2 separate regions of the Gossypium hirsutum genome follow, and region 2 is linked to region 1. Evidence: chromatin contacts called from public Hi-C data. All regions are on one chromosome and are shown on one strand. The core of a region is the stretch at or near the end of the contact, and the rest is flanking DNA. Distances in the headings are between cores, read along the strand shown.

Region 1 (5,916 bases), core at 2,209-4,708:
TGTCTCTTTGGAAAGCAAAGTAGGATGCCGATATTTCTTGAATATTTATGACTGGTTCATGCCTGTGTTTTTTTTTAAAACTTCTTCAGCTTCAGCGAATGTGATAAGAAACTCTTTCCAGGCACTCTTTAGTTCTTATCTACTAAAGGAATAACCAATCTTGAGAACCTTCCTATATTTTTTTTTCTTAATTTCGTCATCTAGTAGCTTTGATTTCATGAATGAGCATCTTTGATTTCATGAATTAGCATACAAACTTTTTTGAGAAACTTCGCTCCTCAAAATGTTGAAGTGACAACTACAATGTCCTCTGTGGATCCTATCTGCCCGTATTTCTAAACCAGGTTGATGTATCAAACACATTTCCACATCAAACTAATGTACAGTGTTTACGAGTTTACCGCCTCTCTTTTTGGAGGGTCCAAGAATCATACCCATGTCTGTTTGAGGTGTCTGCTATGTCTCAAACTTGGGTATGGGCAAGAGTGAATAGTTGGAGTAAAACTGGATCCTATGAAGTGTTTAACCATTGTGGTTGTTATTAGATTCTCTAAGAACTCACTATTAGAGGATACAATTTACTTTTACCATAATTGTAGGGTGAATTAAAAAGGAGTTTATGTATTTCCCCTTCTATTATCAAAAAGAAAAAAAGAGGAGAAGGAACAAATGCTCATTGACTTGTGATTACTGTATATGACTTATGATTGATTGACTCCTTTGTCGGTGTTGTTTAGTTTTTATTATTGATTTTGCTTCACCCATATAATGGAATAAATCAAAAGATGCGTTTCTTCATTTTTTTTTAAGATATTTCTGCAATTATTGATATAAATTTTACAGGGATTAAAATCGTGGCATTAAATCAGATGAGATCATTAAAAAGTGTCATCATTGCCAAGAATGCAGTTGGCGTGGGACAACGAACATTAGCTGCTGGGGCTGGCAAAGCCTAGAAGGGCTCTAAAGGTGCAGCCATTGATGCACCAAAAGGATCAACACTCAGCAAAGAAGTCAAATCCACAACAGTGGTTGGTGCAAATATACTCGAGGATGGAGCAGATCCAAAGATATTCCCGGATTCTGAGTACCCCGATTTGCTGTGGCGTCTGCTGGATAAACGTCCAGCATTGAGTGAGCTAAGGAGGAAAGACATTGAAACACTCCCATACGAAGATCTTAAACGCTTTGTCAAGTTGGACAACCGAGCCCGGATAAAAGAAAACAATTCTGTCAAGGCCAAAAACTGATAGTAGTATAGAAATACTTTCTATTTAGCATTAGTTCTTTGGCAAGAATGATTCATCTGTTCTTCTGGGATTCCCTTTGTTGATTGATTTACATTGGGTAATGATGCAACCGGAATGAAGTAAAGAAGCTCGGAGGATTTTGAGGATTTATTTATCTCCAAATAAAGCTTTGCAACTTTGTTTGGCTTTCCCTTTTAGTGTTCTCTTTTCCCCTTAAAACCTTTAAGATTTATGTTTAGCATAAATAATTTACCATTTCCAAATGCAATAGAAATGTTCATTGCATCATTAGATTGGACCCCCAAGTCATAGACATTGCCATCGTAAGTTATTAAGTGGAAGCCACCTCTTGTTGCCCCACTTCCCCAACTTAGAAAAAAAAAAGAAGTGGTGCGGGGGTTCAGAGTCTATCCTTCTTTAGGAGATTCACTGTGATAGGTATATGCTTTTTTCCCTTTTTCTTCCCATATGTCAAGGACTTTGGTGGTCCATCTGTTCCCTTGAATAGACCATTGGTTCCCCTTTGGTGCAATATTGCTCTAATGAATCACAGTACCTTTTTCTCCTCTCCATGAACTGTAAAATGATTGTAGGCAGATAACTTGGTTAAGTCATTGTTGATAGCTGCATTTTTTCTTGTTTCCATTTTGTGTCTACCCTAGGTTCTTCAACCCACCCTTTTTTTACCCTCTTTTTATCCATCAATGAGTTACTGCTCTATCAATTCAACAAAATCGAGGTGTTTTACCGAGCAGGTTGGTCCAAGTATCTTGGTGAATCTTGTGTAGGCACCCTTTAGATTACCGATATATATATATATATATGTATGTACCTACATATAAAAGATGGAGACTGGAGAGGAAGTGGTTGGTTTTCACTATTCTGATAATGTGAAGATGAGCTTCATAACTCCCATTAAAGGTGCGAAAGAGACCTATAAGAACACAACTTAAGAAAGATAAAAAGGTGGGAAACAAGGGTACTGGAATTGGACATGACATGCATTATTGTTGATAAAGCATCAAACCCACCTTTTATTTTCAGCCTTTTTCAATTGTGCTAGTAGTAGTCATATAAAAGTTAAAGCTGCTTCTCACATGCTCTTCTCTTGCTTTTAGAGCTGTGCGATCTAAGTTAGTGTGTAGTTGGATTTCGGAGGTTATCACTCACCAAACATTCTTGATACCACAGCTCACCATATCTTCATTCTTCTCCTTGCAATCGTACTCTATACCTAGCTATCATGCTTCAATTCTTCATTTTTTAAAAACAAAAACTCGTGCCCACTGCATTTTTAGACGTGTAATTAAAATATACTTATCTTGAGCATATACCCGTATATGATATTTACACGTAAAATAAGTCCAAACTAAATAAAGTGTACTTCTGGACTTTTCTTCTCTACATGCTCCTGAAACCTAGCACATGCCATGTATGACATGAGCATAAGAAGCAATGAACAATATAAACAGCTCAGTTTCAAGCTACAATCATGAGTTTGATCTTCCATCATGTTCCATGATGTTTTTGAGTAGGCAAGTGGTCAAAGTTTTTCTTTTAATTATAACCTTCTCTCAATATATGAAAAAAAATCCATATTCGATAAGTGTCGATCTTCAATAATCATATCTGAATTTGAGTAACCTATCAAATAAATAACAATGAAATGGGAGATGGAGCTGTGAACCAAGTGTTATCCAAGTTTTTGTAGCTCGATCCTTGTTATAGGATTGAGAAGGCCGGTGGCACACTTTAAAAGACTTTGACATGCCTATATTTAACACCAAGGCCGGTGGACCGACGACAACAATTGCCGGTGGACTTTTACCAAATAAAAAGATTTTAGGGTCAGAAAGGTGAGATTGTTGAAGCCTTCCACTCTTCCTAATCTAGAAATTTAGAATTAAGTTCCCCAAGTTATTTAAACTTAACTAGAATTAACAATTTTTGGTTTTGATTAACTAAATTAACTATCAAAGGACCAATTAATCAATAACTAAAGGGACCATTAAACAGTTGAAAATAACATAACACTTCATAAAGCATAATTAACTTGTTCCACAATTAACTCAAACATCTGTCTGTATCCACAGTAAAAAGTAAAATCACCACTTTTCATGCAAAAAAAGGCAGTAAAACCTCACATGGTTTGATCATCATTAACACCACAGTTAAAAAGGAATCTTACCTAATTCTAATATTATTTTATTTTAATTTTTTACTAGTATATTTGGTCTCCACTTTGAATAACCCAAGAATCTGTGGAAAACCAATATGCTCTTTTTTTTCCATGTACTGTTATTTTCTTGGAACAGTTTTGATTCTGGCCTTTTAACTATTTTATTCCAAACAAACCCTTTTTCTTCAAGTGCATGCCTTCTTTCCTGTCTTCAACTTTTGTGAGAGTTATGATTACTAATTTCCCCTTCTTATATCATTAAATCTCACCTCTTTGGCTATCAAAGAACTTGGAAGAAAATTATTTATTTCCTTCACATGTTTTGATGTTCTTCATTCTCTCTTCAGGGTTGGTTGTTCTTCTGGTTTTCTTTTTGTGCTTTTAGTTTTTGATGCAGGTAGTTCAACTGCTTCAATTAATAAAGTCTTAAACCCTTCTCTGTGTGCCTTTCTAGGTAGGCTTTTAATGATTCTCTTTATTTAAGCTTTACTTTCATAGTTGTTATTAGTTGAGCCTTTCTTTTTTTGAATTCAGTAGGGCCTTCCTCTTGTCTGTGCTTACCTATAGAATTTGTTCATCTTTGTAGGTAAAACTTCATTACTCTCTCTTCAAAATGCCTCCTACATATTTGCCTCTTCGTTGGGAAAGCACTGGGGATCAATGGTGGTATGCATCTCCCATAGATTGGGCGGCAGCTAATGGCCACTATGATTTGGTCCGAGAGCTTCTTAGGATAGATGGCAATCACCTCATCAAGCTGACCTCTTTGAGGAGGATCCGCCGCCTTGAAACGGTATGGGATGATGAGGAACAATTTGATGACGTTGCTAAATGTCGTTCCCAAGTTGCTAGGAAACTTTTTCTTGAATGTGAATCAAAGAAATCAAAGAATTCCCTTATCAGAGCTGGCTATGGTGGATGGCTTATATACACGGCTGCCTCAGCAGGAGACTTGGGTTTTGTTCAACAACTGCTTCAAAGAAACCCACTACTGGTTTTTGGAGAAGGGGAGTATGGTGTTACTGATGTACTTTATGCAGCTGCAAGGGGTAAAAATTCTGAGGTTTTCAGGCTTATATATGATTTTGCAGTCTCACCAAGGTTTTTGGCAGCCAAAAGGGACGGATTTGAGGAGCACATTGGGGAAATTCCTTCTGTTTATAAATGGGAAATTACAAACAGAGCTGCTCATGCTGCTGCTAGAGGAGGAAATTTGAAGGTTTTGAAGGATCTTCTTAGTGATTGCACTGATATTTTGGGTTATAGAGATAAGCGTGGCTCAACTATATTGCATGCTGCTGCTGGCAAAGGCCAAGTTGAGGTTAGGCTCAAACTATTCTACCATATGTTAATCTTAAGTTTTTACCTTACTAATTTGTTTACCTTACTAATGAAAACATTGTTTCATTTCTATAGGTTGTCAAATATCTGGTTGCATCTTTTGATATCACGGACTCCATAGATGAACAAGGCAACACAGCTCTGCATATTGCTGCTTACAGGGGTCAATCAGCTGTTGTTGAGGCTTTGATTCTTGCATCCCCTTCATTGATCTCTGTAACAAACAAGGCTGGGGAAACGTTTTTGCATTTGGCGGTGTCTGGTTTCCAAACACCGGCTTTTCGAAGAGTGGACCGACAAGTTAATCTTATGAAACGACTGGTACATGCAAAAAATTTCAGCATGGAAGACATTGTTAATGCTAAAAACAATGATGGGAGGACTGCTCTCCACATGGCCATCATTGGGAATGTTCATACTGATCTAGTTGAACTCCTGATGTCTGCAAAATCAATCAATGTGAACATTCGTGATGCGGATGGAATGACTCCACTCGATCTTCTGAAACAAAGGCCGCATTCAGCTTCATCGGATATACTTATTCGACACTTGATTTCAGCAGGTGGGATGTTTGGTTGTCAGGATTACACTGCAAGAAGAGCAATAGCTTCACACATAAAGATGCAAGGCCACGGGAGCAGCCCTGGAACTTCTTTCAGGATATCCGACACCCAAATATTCTTGTACACCGGCGTTGAGACGACATCGGATGCTAGCGATCTCGGCAGTGGAGGAAAGAGTCGTTCATCGTCAACTGATTTCGATTCAGCTGATGAAAATAGGAAGTCATCATTAGATAAAAAGCCTGCAGGTTCTTCTATGAACAATGCAGCACAGAGATTGAAAAGTGTTCTCCATTGGCCTCGAATGAAGGATCAAAAGCCGAAAAGAATGAATGAAAGTTACTCAGAAGAAACTCCAATCCCTCTCAGGCAGAGGTTTTCAAAGCCTTCGTCACTCCCAAACAACAAGAGAACACTTTCAGTGAGGAGTGGTCAATCCAGTCCAATTGCAAAGAAGAAACTTGCTTCAGGGATAATCCATGGCGTTATGCAAGCCATGCCACAGATAACCATTCCTCGAAGGTCTCGTTCGAGTTCGTTCTCCAAGTCATCTGTATCTTCTCCGAGCTCAATGGATAAACAA
Region 2 (5,758 bases), core at 1,750-4,249, 140 kb before region 1:
ACTATCCAAATTCATTATTAGCTCGTGTTCTAAAGGTAAAATATTATCCTAATTTGGATTTCTATAATGCTCGGTTAGGAAATTTACCTTCGCTTACTTGGAAGAGTGTCTGGGCAGCAAGAGGGCTTCTGGAGAAAGGTTTATGCTAGAGGGTTGAAAGAGGTGATCAAATTTCTGTTTGGAATGATTTGTGGATTTTAGGAAATAAAGCAGACATATTACAAAATCAAGACAACAATGAAAATATTAAGTTTATTTCAGATTTAATAGAGGCCACCAATAGGAGCTGGAAAATAAAGGTAGTTATGAATACCTTTCGATTGGATGTAGCAAAAAAAATCTTGCAGATTCCACTGGCGGAGACAGCACATGAAGATTTTCAAGTATGGAGAAGGGAACTGTCCAGGGATTTCTAAGTCAGGAGCACCTATAAACTATTACAGGAGACTAACTTGGATCCTAGTAGTTATAGTTTACACGCCGAACTAAAAATTTCTATAGGAAACTATGGAAATTATACATCCCCTCAAAAATTATAATTACAGTATGTAGAATCTCTTGGAACTTTATTTTGTCCCTTGTTAACCTCAGACATAAAAGAGTCGTGGTGGAAGATCAGTGCCCTCAATGTCGTCAAAATGAGGAAGACAGTAGCCATATTTTTCAATAGTGCCCTACAATGGTTGAGGTTTGGAATCATTTCAATCTATCATGGGTACTAAATAAAAATACTCAAAATATGTGGGAATGGCTTACCTGGGGCTTCTGTAAGGAGACTAATGAACAGATCCGATTATTCTGCTGTGGACTCTGGTTAATCTGGTCCAACAGAAATCATTTGTTATATGAAAGAAAAAATGTGAAAAGAAGAGAAATATCGAAGCAAGTTCAATGTTATATCATAGAGTTGGATGCAACAAAAGAGAAAAAAAACTCACCCTTCAGTCTAATGGAAATATTCAACAGGATTATCAAAGAACAAGGGTCACAGTTCTTTTTGACGCAGCCTTTGACCATCAATCTTCCAGATCAACTACAGGCCTGCTTGTACGAAATGAAGTGGGGGAGATCCTTGCATCAAAGACGGTTTTTCACTCCGAGATAGCAACTCCGTTCACGGCAGAGGCACATGTAGGGTTACAGGCAATGAAATTAGGAATTTTTATGGGCTTTAACAAAATGGAAGTAGTGGGAGATTCAAAAACTGTTATAAAGAAATGCCAAAGTACTGATATAGGTAAATCGGCCATTGGAGCAATTACCAAAGATATACAAAGCAAAAAAGACAAATTTCAGGAGATTGAGTTTCATTTTGTCTCTAAAACAGGGAATATATACGCCCATGTTATTGCAAATGAGGCCCTAAAGAAGAGAGAAAGTTATTACTTGGTGGGAGGAATTCCAGAATGTGTTCGTCAAGCACTGGAGAATTTTCGGCCAAGGTATCCGGATTGAATGAAAGGGAAAATGAAAGCTTTTGAGAAGAGGTAGTAGAAAAAATTAAAAGTCATTATTGAAAACCTGCTATCATTAATGGTTAGGTCGGTGATGTGAAAAGACAGGGTCTATTAGTATCCAGCTGTCGATTTGACTGGTATAGGATAAGATTTGATTTTCTGATTTGATTTAGTTGAAATTGGACGAGTTGGGCTAGTTCCGTAAGTTTTAGGCCCAATTTTATTTAGTAGGCTTTTGTTTTTTTTTTAGTTATTCTTTTGATTAGTATCTTGTTAATGGACTTCAGTCCAGTTCTGTTCTATGTATTATTTCTTTTTATTAATAAATCCAGTCAGATCTTTTATTCAAATATATATATGATTTTTTATTTAATATTAGATTTATTTTGTTTTGTTTTTATTATTTGATATTTGATACTTTTATTATTATTCTATTTTAATATGCTCACTTGCACCATTGTGATTTTCTTTATCACGGTGTTTCAAAATATTATGTCTAATAAGTTGAAGTATCTCAAAATTTTGAAGTATTTTTTTTCTTTTGTAAGATGTTACTGGTTTGATTATTAATGTCAAATATAATTTTTTTTAAAAAATATTTAGTATTTAATATTTTACTATTGGTTGCTTTTTTTTCATTTTTTAAATATTTTATTTTATTTTTTAATTATTTTTTAAAATTAATCAACATTTATTATAAATTAAAGGATTAATATTAAATTTAATTTTCAATGTTTACATCTTTTATCAATTTTATCATTATTCTTTTTTTCATTAAATTTGACCCTCAGCCTTTCAAAAAAGAGACATTGTTTTTTTAACGAAAATACTAACTATAGCATTATTTTTTTAACAGTATTAGCATGACAATTCACATAAACTTCATGCTGACAAGACCCTATTTGTCTTATACGCTACGTCAACAAATAATTTAAATTTTACAAAAATAATAATAATAAATTGAGTACATGTGAATTGTTAAGCAGGCTACCATAATTAAAATTATAATGTTTTAGTTAGTATTTTCGTTAAAAAAATAATTCTACTCTTTTTAAAAGATTAATAATCAAATTCGATTTTTTTAAAAGATTGATAATCAAATTCAACTTTCCAAAATTGAATGTGTTGAATGTGTTTAATAAGTAAATGAAAAAAAATTTGTTGTAAATGTCATAATCATCAGGAATTGAATTCAATTTGTTTATTCCACAAGCCTTAAGTCAAATTGATGAACATCCTCCAACATTATTTTTTTGGTTTTCTAAATGTAAAAAAAAAAAAATTATCGATTAAGTTTTAATTTAATTAGTATAGAATAATATATTATTTTTAATGTAAGAAGATGTGAGTTTAAGTGTGTTGAAGGTCATATGAATAGTTCTAAGCATTATTCTAAAAGCAAAAGATATAATCAAAAAAAAATATAATAAAATTAATTAAAAAATTTCCATTTGAAGTTAGATATATGATAAAATGAAGTTTTTATTTGTAAGTAGGTGGATTAAATTAGAACATTGTTAGCCCAAAAGTTGAATTGGTCGAGCCCAAACTATCTTTGTTTTCTAAAAGAAGAAAGGAATAAACTAATAAGGAATATACTAGCAAGAAATTCCAAAGAGGCAAATCAAGCAAGCAGGAGCTTTTACAGAAGCAAGGCAACCCCGTACCCTTCCCAGAAAAAAAGGTGGAAATTTCATCTGCAGCTGATGATTGGAGATGGTTCTTCACCACTACCTTTAAATAGGAGGAGATTAACTAATATTGATTCCATGGAGGCTGCATCAGCTAAAGTCGGTCCTTGATTTAATTTTTGTTCTTGCTGTTCTATATGTTGTTTTTAAGTATTGGGTTGATCCGGGTTTTTACTTTGATTATCGATTCCTATGATGGGTCTGCATCCTCTTGTTTATGCAACTGAGTTTGTTTCTGTTTCTTTATTTTTAGATAGTGAAAGAAAGATTTAAGTCGGTGAATCATTATATATCTAGTTGAGCTCAAATCTTTTAACATGGATGATAACTGAAATTAGCTTAACTTTGATGGAATTAAACTTCATCTTGGTTTCCTTTTGCTATCTTTATCAAGAATAGTGGTTCATTCATGAAAGTTGGTCAGTAGCTTCTCTTTTGGTTTTTAGGTGAAATTGCTGTTAAAAAGTTTATACGAAGGTAAATTCCGGGGGTAATTCTTTCCCCTCTTTGTTTACTTCTTTGAGTAGCTTTTTTGTAGTAATCGTCTATAAGGAATGTCATGCATATGAAGTTGTTGAAACCCGGTTGGATTTGGACATAACCGTCTCGAAGGAACACCGACAGCTTTTTACATTATTCATATGGTTGTCATAAGTGTCAAGACAGATTTTGCTTTCCTTTATGTAATTATATTTGATGGAACTATACATTAGGACCTCTAATTCACGACTCCGTAACTCGCATGATATGTTGTATGCAGGTTGCTGTTACGCAATTTATTTATGCTTTTTTTTAATTATTTCATTTCTATGATTATAGGCTAAACTTGCTGCTGCAAAAGAGAAATTTGGACGAGAAATTCATGTCTTCGAAACTGAAGGACCATCGCCAATACAAAATGAAGTGCCCAGCACTGGTGCGAGCGACCCTGCAAAACATATTTTCAGACTTTTAACTTGCCTATTGACTAGAAGTGACAGTTCATTTCGTAAACTGATAAAATGCACTTATTTATTTTTGGGCAGAGGAGTCGGATGACGTCTATGAGTTCACAGCAGAAGATTATCATCGAGTAATGGCAACTAAAAAGGAAGGTACTTTTGGCAATGAACACAACTCATTTATCAATTTTATCCTCTAGCTTCATTTAGATATTTTTACCAGCTGATTTTGGGATTCATTTACGTTAAAATGACTCTGGCATGCTATGGCACACTTTTTTGTTAGAGATATATTTACACCATTTTAAGTGGATAAAATTTTGAAACAGATAACTACTTAAAGACACGAAAAATTCGAGAAGCAGAGGAGGCAGCCCGCAGATCAAGAGTAACAAAGGTCCTTGCTAATTGCTACTTGCCACACTTTTTGTGGGTCTTTTAGTTGTCTTGCCTTTGATAAGTTTCAATGTTCATGTGCAGGCTGTGATAAGGGTCCGCTTTCCTGATAACCACACATTAGAGGTCACATTTCATCCATCAGAAACAATTCAGTGCTTGTATGACCTTATCATGAGAGTGATTTCTCGACCGGATCTACCGTTCTATTTATGTAAGCTTATTTAAGTTGTAAAATACTAACTGTGGTGTTGGTTGTGAAGCCAATGCATTAAATGCCTATCGTCCAATCATGTTTCAGATACTACTCCTCCCAAGAAGCAAATAAAGGACATGACACAAGATATTTTCTCTACTGGTTTCATTCCGGGTGCAATTGTGTATTTTTCATATGATCTCCCAAAAGGTTAGTTATCTGACTTTTTCGTATGATCCCCCTCTTAGTTCCTTAGGTTGGAAGTTATCTGATTCCTCAAAATATGATTCACTCCGGTTAATGACACTTTGAAATGTTTAGGTGCCGATGCCACAGCTGCCAATTCAGCAGCCTTCCTTCTAGACGAAGTCATGTCTTTGAAAGGTTTGGAGGTCATAGCTGGTGCTGAGCAGGCAGAGGCAGTTCAATCTGCCCCAGAACCTGGTGTTGGTGCCAGTACAGTACCCTTCCCTATTGCCCAAACCAGCAAGAGAAAAAACCTGGGAGGCCAAAATGGTTTAAAATGTGAATCAAGCTTATTATTACAATTTCATATATCTCCATAGTGATACTGATTCTTGGCCACACTGAGTCGATCAAAATGCCAGATGACTATATAAGAAAAGGAGAAAGTTGTTAAATGGTGTTGAGCAGGTGATTCTTTTCAAGTCAAGGGTGTTAAAATTTGCAAAAGAACATCAAATGTGAATACTTGTTACAACTTCATTCATAATCTGATCCCTTCCCTCTGTTTCATTTTTATTCCTTCCAACTTCCAAGTGTTGGTAAGTTTCTTGAACCACAGGATGCTGCTTCATCATTTTGCTTTTGGAGTCTCAGTTGGCCTTAGAGTGAAATTTTGAATGTTCAAGAGTTTGTTTTGTTTGATAGCAATTATTTTCTCAAAACGCATGCATTATCCCCTTCTTTTTTATGCTCATAAACCAACAATAAAATATTTTTATTCATATTTAATGATTTTAGTAGATCTATTCATGGGCTGGGTTATTTTTTCAGGCTAAAAGGACTACTCAAAATTTAAAAGGGTTTGGGTAAAAATATTAGGTCAGAAAAATA

Evidence for each region. A called contact is a pair of places that touch in the nucleus more often than the background predicts.
Region 2: a contact with region 1 is called in a Hi-C map of leaf, with 2.2 times the contacts expected there. The contact joins the promoter of LOC107957022 here to the promoter of LOC107957015 in region 1. A contact is called at or near these places in 2 of 34 Hi-C or Micro-C datasets (both in leaf).

Annotation. Positions count from the first base shown.
Region 1 is chrA05:85,080,830-85,086,745 of Gossypium_hirsutum_v2.1, reverse strand. It overlaps LOC107957015 (serine/threonine-protein phosphatase 6 regulatory ankyrin repeat subunit B), which reads left to right and starts at 3,458. Exons shown (of 3, transcript XM_016892441.2): 1 at 3,458-3,883; 2 at 4,016-4,750; 3 at 4,846-5,916. The coding sequence starts at 4,043. It also overlaps the pseudogene LOC107957017.
Region 2 is chrA05:85,218,396-85,224,153 of Gossypium_hirsutum_v2.1, reverse strand. It overlaps LOC107957022 (plant UBX domain-containing protein 1), which reads left to right and starts at 2,999. Exons shown (of 7, transcript XM_016892448.2): 1 at 2,999-3,247; 2 at 3,968-4,064; 3 at 4,174-4,242; 4 at 4,419-4,486; 5 at 4,570-4,699; 6 at 4,787-4,891; 7 at 5,003-5,441. The coding sequence starts at 3,164. The coding sequence ends at 5,247. LOC107957023 (a long non-coding RNA gene) reads right to left here and starts at 1,603. Exons shown (of 5, transcript XR_005926412.1): 1 at 939-1,603; 2 at 757-819; 3 at 314-674; 4 at 88-174.